2 separate regions of the Sus scrofa genome follow, and region 2 is linked to region 1. Evidence: chromatin contacts called from public Hi-C data. All regions are on one chromosome and are shown on one strand. Each heading gives the region's core, a stretch centred on a gene start, on an enhancer-like site or on the middle of the called end of the contact. The rest is flanking DNA. Distances are from core to core; before and after follow the strand shown. Region 1 has its middle 67 kb from the start of MIR133A-2. Region 2 has its middle 190 kb from the start of GATA6.

Evidence for each region. Hi-C and Micro-C count contacts between places; a contact is called where the count stands out from the background.
Region 2: a contact with region 1 is called in a Hi-C map of embryonic fibroblasts, with 1.7 times the contacts expected there. The contact joins two enhancer-like sites. A contact is called at or near these places in 3 of 47 Hi-C or Micro-C datasets (embryonic fibroblasts, fetal heart ventricle and heart right ventricle).

What each region holds. Positions count from the first base shown.
Region 1 is chr6:107,062,974-107,069,355 of Sscrofa11.1, forward strand. No RefSeq gene overlaps it. Among named protein-coding and RNA genes, the nearest start is that of MIR133A-2, 67 kb to the left of the region's middle. Within about 2 kb of position 4,103, at least 3 of the 83 cell types and tissues checked have an H3K27ac peak or open chromatin away from gene starts, as enhancers often do.
Region 2 is chr6:107,468,685-107,474,771 of Sscrofa11.1, forward strand. No RefSeq gene overlaps it. Among named protein-coding and RNA genes, the nearest start is that of GATA6, 190 kb to the left of the region's middle. Within about 2 kb of position 1,962, at least 5 of the 83 cell types and tissues checked have an H3K27ac peak or open chromatin away from gene starts, as enhancers often do.

The DNA.
Region 1 (6,382 bases), core at 2,853-5,352:
TTTGAAAAAATTTTATTGGAACATAGTTGACTTACTGTGTTGTATTAGTTTCAGGTGTACACAAAGTGAGTCAGCTTACATATACATATATCCATTCTTTTTCAGATTCTTTTCCCATATAGGTTAGACAGAATATTGAGTAGCGTTCCCTGTGCTATACAGCAGGTCCTTATTTATTTTATTTATTTATTTAGTCTTTTTTTAAGGAACCAATTATATTGGTTCCTCCCTTTCTAAAAAAACACAGGTATGCATACTATGCCGAAGGTCTTTACCTAACCTCTCACATTTTAGTAACAATGACTTTTACTATTTATTTATTTATTTATTTATTTATATCTTTTTAGGGCCACACGCGTGGCATATGGAAATTCCCAGGCTAGGGGTCGAGTCAGAGCTGTAGCTGATGGCCTATGTCACAGCCACAGCAACGCTAGATCTGATCCACGTCTTCGACCTACACCACAGCTCACAGCAATGCCGGAGCATTAACCCTCTGAGCAAGGCCAGGGATCGAACCTACGTTCTCATGGATGCTAGTCAGATTCGTTTCTGCTGAGCCATGATGGGAACTCATATTTATTTTTTTTTAACAGCTGATATTTATTGAGTTCTTCTTATGAGCCAAGAACCATGCCGAATGTGTTACCCATGCATCGTAATCCTCTAACAACTCAATAGTGTTGATAGCGCTAGTGGCTCTGACTTTGGGGTGTGGAAATGAAGGTTTTTTGTTTTATTGTGTTTTTTTTGCAGTGACTTCTAATACTTAATTACATAGAATAACTTTTAAAATAAATTGCTCTGTAGAGGGAGACAAGAAAAGGAAAAGTAGAAGTTATCATTCCAGAGCTGAGGGGCCTTGGGAGCGTGGCCTGGAAAGTCTTCTTCTGGGCCGCCCTGGCTTGGTAAGGAGGGAGGTCAGGGTTGCCTGGAAAGTTGTGGGCATCATTCCAGGGCTCTGGCGAAGTTATCCTAAGCCAGGCAGTTTGGTTTCCTCTAACCCAGTCCCTTCAAGTTCAGCATCTGTTATCCTTCAGCCTGATCTCCTCTCCCCTGGGAAGAAGAAAAGAGCAAGAAGGCGTCACCCCAGTGTCTCCTGCGGGGGAAAAGCACTGCCACCATGCTGTCCTGCACCTCCTCTCCATCCCATTATGTCCCAGGAATCCTGAGGGCTTGTTATTTCACAACATAGGAACCTCAGACTGCAGGTTGGAAAAAATAGGAATCATCTCCCTCTGGTTTCAGCAGAGTATTTACCTCTGTGTGGGACCTTAGGCATTTCCTATGTGAAGGTGAAGGAAGACACACCGTCCTGCTGGCCCCACTGGGGAGGGCAGGTGGTGTTCTCTGTGCCCCCACCTGGAATTCTGCTTGCACAGGGGAAACCAAGCTTCCTGAACAAGAAGTGTTTTCTATCTGTGTGTGTGGTCAGAGGCTGTCAGACCGGGCCTCAACTGAGGAAATTGTTCATTAAAGAGAAACCTCTAAATTTTTTTCTCTTTTTAAGGGGATGTTCTAGGTGTGAAGTAACTGCCTAATAAACGTCAAGACGGTGAGTAAATGTGACATTCTTGTGCGTCAGGATAGCAACGTAAGCACTTATTGAGTACCTACCACACACAGTGCATTATACATATCGTCTGATTCCGTCACTGAATTTCATTTTACCTGTGAGGATGGGGAGGTTCAGAGAAATTCAGCAAATTTCTCAGTTTTTCATTTAGTTAGTAGCTGCACTAGGGTTCCAACATTAGTTTTCTTTTTCTTATCTCCCCTCCCTCCCTTCCTATCTTTTTTTTTTTTTTTAAACCACAACCTGATATCGCACACCTGCCTTTGATGGGAGCTCTGAGGTCTGTCAGGAAAAAAGGTGATGTGAGAATTGACTGTCAATGAGAGTTTCAAGTTGAATGGGAAGAACCCAGGCGGTTAGTAACATACCTCACCTTCCCCCTTCTTGAGTTTTTCCCTGAAGGATTGTAGGAAAAAAAAAATTCCCTGGACTGGTGTCTTCCTTGGTGCACCAACTCCTCTCTCCCACGAGGGGTCAGTAAAATCCTCTTAGTGACCTGAAGAGCTGCTGCTGCCATTAGGACTCCATGGCTTAGCCCTGGGGCAGGGGGATCTTTCTGCTGTTGGAGGGAGCTCTGCCTTTCACGTACTCTCTTTCGCATGCCTCTTTCTTCAAGCCGAATTCATCTGACACCTGCACCCCATCCCCACGTTACCTTCTGGTGTGAAATGGATGAAATGAACACAAAGCCTTAATTTACTCTTTTCTTTTAAAATAGTGTTTCAGTTAACAATGACTGAAATAGGAGTTCCTGTTGTGGCGCAGTGGAAACGAATCCAACTAGGAACAATGAGGTTGTGGGTTCGACCCCTGGCCTTGCTCAGTGGGTTAAGGATCTGGCGTTGCTGTGAGCTGTGATGTAGGTCGCAGATGTGGCTGGGATCCTGCGTTGCTGTGGCTGTGGTGTAGGCTAGCAGCCGTAGTTCTGATTCAATCCCTAGCCTGGGAACCTCCATGTGTCACAGGTATGGCCTTAAAAAAAGAAAAAAAATGATTGAACATAAAACAGGGTTACAAATTATTAAAGTTCTATGTTTTGTAATTGTTGTATCTAAGTATTCAGAATGAGAACTGACAGGTCAAAAGCACTAATCATACATTTAACATGTATGAAGTACCTCCTAAGGTGTGGTGGCTCATTCTTCCCATGGCATTTGAACCCTGGCAGTCCAGCTCCAGTCTCTGACCCTAGTCTGTAGCACATAGCCTCTCGACCAGACAAACAGAAATCAGTGCCTTCCATGGTTTTGGCAAAAGAGGTATTCAAGTTAATATGGACATTCAAGATCAAGGTTTTTGTGGGGCCTGGAGCTTATATAATTTGGGATGTCCTCTTTAGGAAAACAATAGAAAATCACAAATACAAACGTAGACATTAAAGTAATTTTTTTTTTTTTTGGTCCTTTTGCCATTTCTTGGGCCGCTCCCGTGGCACATGGAGGTTCCCAGGCTAGGGTCGAATCGGAGCTGTTGTTGCTGGCCTATGCCAGAGCCACAGCAACGCAGGATCCGAGCCGGGTCTGCTCACGGCAACACCGGATGGTTAACCCACCAAGCAAGGCTAGGGATTGAACCTGCAACCCCATGGTTCCTAGTTCGATTCGTTAACCACTGAGCCACGACAGGAACTCCAGTAAATTTTTATTTAGAATGAGAAAAATAAATCACAGCAAATTGCAATTAGGAAAAAAGACTACAAATATTTCCAAATCGGGGATGGGGGGAACATATTTTTATTAAGAAATCCCTTTATTGTAAATGCTTCCCCCACACACACCCCATCCCTAATATCTTGACTGGAGACCAGGCCATTTTGACTAGGTGTTAATACCTAAATCTTTGGCTCACCATTTACATGTCCGATGATTGGAAGAATTTTTCACAGGCCAGCTTCCAGTTGCCTTTATTGCAAATGTTTTTTCTCCCGCACGACCCATGTATGAGGGGGCCATGGGACACATGTATCCTGACGGACCCTCTTGGCCCTGCCTTCTTTCATCACACCACCAGGCAGGGAGGGGGAGAGGCGTGGTCCTAGAAGCCATGTCCATACCAGGCTGGCTTAGCAATCACTTCAACATACAGAGAAGCCACCACAAGCCATGTCGATGTCTGCCCTTGACACAGAGAAGCAGAAGAAAAGTGGGAGTGCAAACACTAAGTAGTCTTCACCAATTGCCCTTGAAATATATGACTTTTAGAGTTCCCACTGTGGCACAGCGGCTTAAGGATCCAGAGCTGCTGCAGCTGCAGCTCGGATTCGATCCCTGGCCGGGAACTTCCTTATGTGATGGTTGCGGCCAAAGGTGGGAAACAAAACAAAATATTACTTTCACCTATTTTACAAACAATGTGACCCTATGAACCACTCCGGGACCCTTCCCCAGGTTTGGGAGGGGCCTGCCTGAGGGCCTGTGGCTCAGGCCTCTTGAGGATTAGGGGAAATGCCCCCAGACGTCCTTACGGAGCTAACTCAGGCCTGGCCTTTCTGTGGCTGGAGGGGAGTGTGCCAGCAGATGGCAGAGAGTCACCACCGCCTGTTGCTGGCAAGGACACCATCTCCATCTAGTGAGAGGATCTCTCCAACAGCAGGCAGGCCAGGCACAGGATCACAGGTTTCCCCATTACCCCCAATGTTGCAGTCTCTTCGAGGATAAAACGCAATAGGGAAGGGCGGTATCGTTATATCAGTAAGAAAGATCAAGGGACAGCGGGACAAAAGTGCTTGTGCAGCAGACACCTAACAACATGCAGCTTTCTCGTGTTAGCCACGTCCCTGGGGACCCGGTGCAGATGGAAGCCTTGCTCATCCCTCTCCCTTGGCCTGAGAACTTCTCCATCCAGGGCACGTCCTACACTCTGCCCCCGAGCCCTGGAGCCTTCCCAGGAGTGTCAAGATGGGGATCTCTCCTCTATCCCAACTCCTACAAGTTTTAACAGTTCCCATCACAGCTATTTGTTAAGGACCTATTCTGGGTGAGCCTTTGGTTTAACCTCAGGGGTTTGCTTACAAAGCATTTTATGTGAGTCCCATCTCTGTTGAGCCAAATTATAAACAAATTGATGACAGGGACCAGGATTTCTTGCTGGCCTATCGCAGCTGTGGGCATGTCAGCACTGGATAAATACTCAAGTGATTGATGCAGGTCCGTCTCCTCTCTGAGGACCGAACCTCTTGGCAGCTTCCTCTGAGGAGCCTGGAGGCTCCCTAGCCTGGTGGAGAAGGAGATAAAGTTCCCTGAAGGGATTCTAATGGGGTCCCCTACCCTCGCTGTGGGGCTCTCTCACAGTTGGTAGCTCAGATCACAAGCAACTTTTCTTCTCCAGGGAACTGGTTAGAGGCTTTGATTTTTGCAAAATGGTCTTCCGAATCTAGTGACTGCCACCCCTCGCCCAGGTTTCTTTCTTTTTCTTCCTTTTTTTTTTTTTTTTAGGGCCACACCCATAGCATATGGAGGTTCCTAGACTAGGGGTCAAATTGGAGCTGTAGCTGCCACCCTACACCCCAGCCACAGCAACACTGGATCCAAAACACATATGTGACTTATGCTGCAGCTTGTGGCAACACAGGACCTTAACCTACTGATCAGGGCTGGGGATTGAACCTGCATCCTCATGGATACTAGTTGGATTTGTAACCCACTGAGCCACAATGAGAACTCCCCAGATTTTTTACTCAAAACTGGATCTAGCCCGGTGTCTCCTAATGTCATGAGTACATCCGACCTTCTCTTGTCATGTGTCTGTCCGGGGAGGCATGGGCAGAGCGACTCAAGTCTCACCCTGACCTGGTTTCAGTGCTCTGTCCCCTTGCCTCCTCGCCCTGCTTTCCTCCTGTGCTTAGGACCCTCCAAAGGCTTTGCCTCTAACCTGGGAAAGAAAACAGAATCCCTCCATGGTCCAGGCCCCTGGCATCCTCCCACCCCAGCCTCTCACTGCCTCCTTTTTCTTTCCCAAACATGCCACCCACTTTTCTACCCCTGGGCCTTGCATCTGCTGTTCCCTCCACCTTCAACGACTTTCCCATGAACATTCACAGGGCTCACCCCTCACTTCCTTCAGGCATCTGCTCAAATGTCTCCTCACCAAAGAGGGCTTCCCCGACGACTCTGAGTGTAACAACCAGTCCCCACCCTTTCTTACCCTGGTCCCCTCACTGTACCATTTTTCCTTGTTCACTGTTTTTCTCCCCCAACCAGAACATAAATTCTGTGAGGGCACAGCCTCTGCCAATCTTGGTCATGATTGTATTCCCAGTGCTCAGAACAGATTCTGACACATCCTAGCAGGCATCCATTAAACACGTGTTGAAAGATCAGATTAAGTGAAATAATATGTGAAACTGCTTCATAAGGAGATTACCAAAAGTAAGTTGTCACCAATGCAACAATCGCTAATAATTATCGATTATTTACTAATGCCAATCACCATGCTAAGAGTTTACATCTCATTTAATTTGCACAGCACCAAGATTCCTATTGTCGTTTATGATTTTTAGTCAAATAAACTGTTTTCTTAGTAACTTGGGCCCTGATAAGGAAGAAGGAAAACAGAGTTACCAGTTGGTTAAAATGCTGCAAACCCACACCTGGAGTGACTTGTCTTGTCTTTTTTTTTTGTCTTTTTGCCTTTTCTAGGGCTGCTTCCGCGGCATATGGAGGTTCCTAGGCTAGGAGTCCAATTGGAGCTGTAGTTGCCGGCCTGCGCCAGAGCCACAGCAACACGGGATCCGAGCCATGTCTGCAGCCTACACCACAGCTCACAGCAACGCCGGATCCTCAACCCACTGAGCAAGGCCAGGGATTG
Region 2 (6,087 bases), core at 712-3,211, 400 kb after region 1:
TTTTATAGATGAAGAAATGAAGTCAGAAAGCGGTTATGTCCCTTGCCCAGGGCCACACAGCAAAGAAACAGAAATGAATTTAGAGCAGCACTTTGAACTCCTACACTCTCCTGCCTCTCGTATGTCTTCATACGGAAAAGTCAGTGGCAAAACCAATCAAGACATTTCATAAGATCTATTAAATAATTTGGAGAAAAGCTACTAGGAAGGGGATATTTGGTATGAACTCGGCACCCCAGCCTCAAAATGGCCCCTCATTTAGATAGGTTACATCACCTCCAATTTGAGGAAGGGACAAAGAAACTCAAAGAAGGGGAGTAATTTTGTTAAGGTCTGGGCTTTTCCTCTGCACACCAGCTTATGCCCATGTGTGGGTACATACGTGCGTGTGTGTAGGAAGGAGGGAAACAGACAAGTCCACTTAGGATGAGTAGCAAGAAATGAAGTCTTTTGTTTACTTTTTAAATATTTATTTATTTATTTATTTAGTCTTTTTGCCTTTTCTAGGGCCGCTCCCGCGGCATATGGAGGTTCCCAGGCTAGGGGTCGAATTGGAGCTGTAGCCCCCAGCCTACGTCACAGCCACAGCAATGCGGGATCCAAGCCGCATCTGCAACCTACACCACAGCTCATGACACCGGATCCTTAACCCACTGAGCGAGGCCAGGGATCTAACCCTCAACTTCATGGTTCCCAGTTGTTAACCACTGAGCCATGATGGGAACTCCACGTCTTTTCTTTAATAACCTGTCATCCTCCTTAAACTCATATCAAGTGACTGCAGCTGCTGGGGTGTCCCTGAAAAAGGAGAGATGGGGTGGGTGGGAATGACTGTGGTGAGCCTCAGGGGTCAGGGGCTCTGGGGACTGTCCCTGAGGACAGATAAAGTCTGGATGGTGGCAGCTGAAGGGGCACAGGCTTGGCAAAAGGCTGGACTCTTAATCAGCATGGAATAGCACCACTTGTAGGCACCACACAATGTCGTTTCTAAATCCTCTCCCCACACTCAGACAGCAGCATGTAGCTCTAGGTCTCGACTGTTGAGAAAAATTTTTGCTAAGATAGGCCCATGTGAATCAACCTCAAGTTCAGAGTCCTGCTCTCCCTGCAAGGGACTTAACCCCACAGAGGAGAACTGTTCCACATGCCAGGCTCATCTGTCTTGTCTGCTTGTCAGAGCCTCGCAGAAGCTCAGGGTGAAGAAATGTCCTGTTCCAACCTTCAAACAACGGAGAGCGTTTCTCCAGCCACCTTCACCACCTCAAGCTGTGGTGCAGTTGCAGAGAAACCTGACAAGTTCCTTCAAAACTGGAAACAGGAAGCGGCCACACATGAAATTTTGGACTCCTGAATGTGAGTTAATACATCAAGCAGCTGTACTGAATGTGACCATGAACTGGTGTTCCTCTGAATGCACTTAATAGCACAGCCAAATTTGAACTTCCTGTATTCCCCTGCAAGCATCCTTGCAAATCTGGCCTCTCGGTGACGTGGGTGAGCTGAGCATTTTTAGGACTTGGGGACATTGTGTTAAAGTGGAGGCAAAGAACATGATAGAGAAGAATGATGTATAAGAACAACAAGGTGACCCAGGAAGAGAGATGAGCCCTTCTAACATTGGAGACTGACTCTGAGAAGAGCATGAGGGTTCCTACCATTACATAAGAATAGGAAATATTTTGTAGGAGACTTAGTAACGTAGTAACTATTGAGCATTCTAATGCAGCGTATCCAGATGAGTGTGGGAATTGGTAGCTGTTGAAAGCAAGGTCCTGATTTGTAGATTTACAGCAACCTCTCATTGGCCAAAGAGATGGACCATAGCTGGCTTGTTTAGGGAAAGCAAGGAAATGTTTGAGGGATCTTCAAAATCCTTGGGCTAAAAGTCCATATGAAACACTATTCAGGCAACTTCCTCGAGGCTAGGAAGTCAGTTAGTTTTGTATTTCTGCCAGTTCTAGAAATAAATACAATACCTTGCATCTTATTTAAGCCTATGATCTCACTCTGCCCTTCACAACAGCCCCGTGAGGTAAGTGGCCCATAATCTTCTTGACGTCTGTTCTGCGGATGAAAAACAGTCAGAGGGAGATTCAGGGGCTCGATTCCGGCTTCCAGGTTGTTTCTCCATGGGGCCTGGGGCCCAGGTCTTCTGACAGCCCTGCGGCTATGTCTCCGCCAGTCACACAGAATAACCTGCTCAGTTGTCACATAGTAAATGCAGGGTGTGTCTAAGAATGGTGGGGGTGCTGGTAATAGCTGAGTGTGGGGGTGAAGAAAAGATAGTGGAGGACACCTGGAGATGATATTCTGCTTCTTCCCAGGGCGAGGATAAAGGTTGAAACATGAACATGGGGCCCGTGGGGGTTCCCTCCCATCACAGGCTCCTTTCCCTTGTCCCCGGAGCTGTCTCTGGGTGAGGATAAGCACCGTGATTCATGAGTTGCTAAAGACTTCGGAGGAAACTACTCTTATATAAACACCACTGATGTGGAATAGCTGTAGAGATCCAATTATTCAAAGTTGACTTTTATTGTACTTTCCAACTGAATTTGTTGTCATTCCTCATCTCTGTCCCTTTCCTTTAGTTGAGAGGTTTTTTTTTTCTTTTCTTTTCTTTTTCTTTTTTTGCAAACACTCCTATCTCGGTAGCTTCATATAATTAGAACTGACTGTCTTGCTTGCCTCACATTGAAAATGAGTGTTTCTGGGAGTTCCCTGGTGGCTCAGCGGGTTAAGGATCTGGTGTTGCCATTGCTGTGGCATGGGTTTGATCCTTGGCCTGGAAACGTCTGTGTGCCATGGTATGACAAAAAAAAAAAAAAAAAAAAAAAAAAAAAAAAGAAAGAAAGAAAATGAGAGTTTCTGAGCAGTGTGCACTGATGATGGGCAGGCATGTCTGTCAAGTTGGGGCTCCTCATGCACCAGAGGCCTCTGGGATCACCAAGCGCATTTCCATCAAGCCCGCAGGAGTAAGAAAAGCCTGCAGCACTGCAGGTGGAAAGGCTGCCATGGGCCCTTTTGGAAATGATACCTGCCACTTCTGCTTAGATCCATTGTCTAAAATTTGGTCACAGGTACACACCTACCTATGGCGCATGCAGGGAAGACATCCTGATTTGTGCCAGGAAAGAAGGGAATGGGTTTGAGAAAAGCCAGCAGCTGTACCCCACTGTTTCTTCACATAGGTGTTTTTCTTAACAGAGCAGTGCTAGGCCATGAGCTTGGACCCAAAATCAGAATGTGCAGGGTGACTACCTGGATGGATGAACCACTTATGTGGAGTAAGTCCAAGTATAGCAGAGATGCCTCTACTGTAAATGCACTCTTTTAGGTTGAAAAAGGTTTTCAAATAATCAAGCTCGTGAACTAAAACACAGGAAAAATGAACAGGCAAAAAGAAAGAGAAATGCCTATAGGGAACCACTATTACCATTTGATACATTTTCTTGCAGTCAATAGTTTTGAGAATATTTTTAAATTAAAATAGTTTTATTTAAAATCCATTTCCAAACTTTCTGTTTATTGACATTTAAACACAGACTTTACGTGATTGCAGTAGGGGATGACAGTAATTTTTTTTTCTTTTTACAGCCGCATCTGTGACATATAGAAGTTCCCTGGGTTGGAGTCTAATTGAAATTCAGCAATACCAGATTCAAGCCACATCTGTGACACCAGATTCAAGCCACATCTGTGACCTATGCCACGGCTTGTGGCAACACCAGATCCTTAAGCCACTGAGCAAGGTCAGGGATCAAACTCACATCCTCACGGACCCCTTGTCGGGTTCTTAACTTACTGTGCCACAAAGGGAACTCCAAGAAGAAATATAATTTTGAGGCTTATCATTTTTCATTCTCTAATAACATTTTAGTGTTATTTAGTGTTTATTTAGTGTTATAGTGCATTATGACCAACAGAGGACATTTTGGCACCCATTTTCATGAACTCATTTAAGATTTTCCACATTTTTTCACATATCAGTACAGTCTTCATATTTACAATCTTTAATATCATGTATATTTTGCTGAGTTTCAACTCAACCATAATAGACTTAATTATCCTCTTTTTATAGATTTTCATTTACTTTTCCCCTACTCTGTAGTGTACAGGGTTGGTACCTCATTCAGATCTCCTCAAATCCTTTTCAGCATTTCTGTGTTAATAGAAATGCAAATCATTTTAGTTTTTTTAGAAGACTACCTGGAAGAACCTATTACAATTTAAAATTCATATGCTCTTTGACTCTAAAATCCCTTTTAGGGACTGGTGATTTTATTTGTACAGGATAGAGTCTCAGAAATAAGATGTTTGGATAGGAATAGAGATTATTCATAGTAGCAAAACAGAAAAAAAAATCACCAAATCCCAGAGGAAACTAACAAAAACATGGGAACAAAGTGATTATCCACTAATAAAATATTATGCAGCCATTAATGAGAATAAAATGGAGCTATACCAGTTGAATTGAAAGGATTTCTATGAAGTACTGATGAGTAAAACAAAATGCAAACAACTGTGTAGAGTGTATAGAGTATGATTCCATTTCTGGAAAACAGGACAGAAATTTTAAAAAGTCTATGTGTATAACATAGATGAGCCAAATAAAAGCACAGATGTATTTATTTTCCAGCCACAAACTATTTTTCCAAGTAACTGGAATACTGATATTCAAGTGAAGGTTATCTGTTTCTCTAGAGCAGAAATTATCACCCATTTCCAATATCTAATGAGAACAAGCACCTTAAATATGTGGTCCAAAGACATACATTTAGAATCCAAGGACTTAAGGGGACATTTGCTTCAGAGGCACAGAGGTGATGCCATTCTTTTTTTTTTTGGCCACCCAGCGTATGGAGTTCTCAGGCCAGGGATCAGATCTGAGCCACAGCTGTGGCAACACTGGATCCTTAACTGGATCAAACCTGCATCCCAGCACTCCCAAGACGCCGCTGATCCTGTTGCACCATGGCCAGAACTCCCCATGCTATTCTCAATTACGTAATGATTTTGTTTTACGTTTTCAGTCCTGCTTTAAAGGTGCTATGACACTTTTTTTCTGGAGGAAAATAAAATAATGTGATAAAGAGTGTCACTTCGAAATGATAGGGATGACAATAACTAAAAAAGTGCTTATATGTTCTAGATAGTGGGCAAATTGCTTTAAAGATATTACCTTACATGTCACAATTCTGAGTTATTATTATTCTCTCCATTTTCCAGAAAAACCCAGAGAGATTAATATTTATCCAAGGTTATACAACTTCTGCGTGGCCAAGCCAGACTTGGAATCAGTGTCTGGATTCAAACCTGTGTGCTTAACTGTCTTCCTAATGGCCTTTCTTTTTACTGTCTTTCTGTAACATGAACCTCTTTCCATACATGGAATGCATGCATTCTTGAAGTATCATAGGTAGAGTTCATTTTGGGGGGTTGAAGCATAGTTTTTTATCGATTTATATTTTAAAATCAGATATGTGTCCCTAAGGTGTCAATGGTGGTCAAATAACATTATACATTGTCTGCATGTGTATCAGTACATATCTATGTCTGTATGTTATATATATGTATATATATATATAATATAGTATGTGTGAGTATACATATAATATATGTGCATTGTGTATACAGAGAGTAAGTGGTATAAATGCTGTAGAGTAGCATTCTCTTGTTTGGGTTCTATGTGAACTGTTACTTATCTTGTGTGTTTTTGCACTCCTTTGAGGATTTTGAGAGAGGTTGGAAGTGGTAGATACAGTGGCAGGTCACAGAGACCTTAAACATCCCTAAACAGGAATAGTTTGAGGCAATTAAATTAATTTTTTTTAAGGGCTGTGGGTATGGCATATGGAGGTTCCCAGGCTAGGGACTGAATCGGAGCTACAGTTGCCAGCCTACGCCACAGCCATGGCAATGCCAGATGGAGCCATGACTGCAGCTCACAGAAACACCGGATCCTTAACTCATGGAGAGAGGCCAGGGATCGAACCCACATCCTCATGGATACTAGATGGGTTCCTTTCCACTGAGCCATGACAGGAATTCCTAAATTAAAATTTAAACACTGTTTTTGTTGTACATATT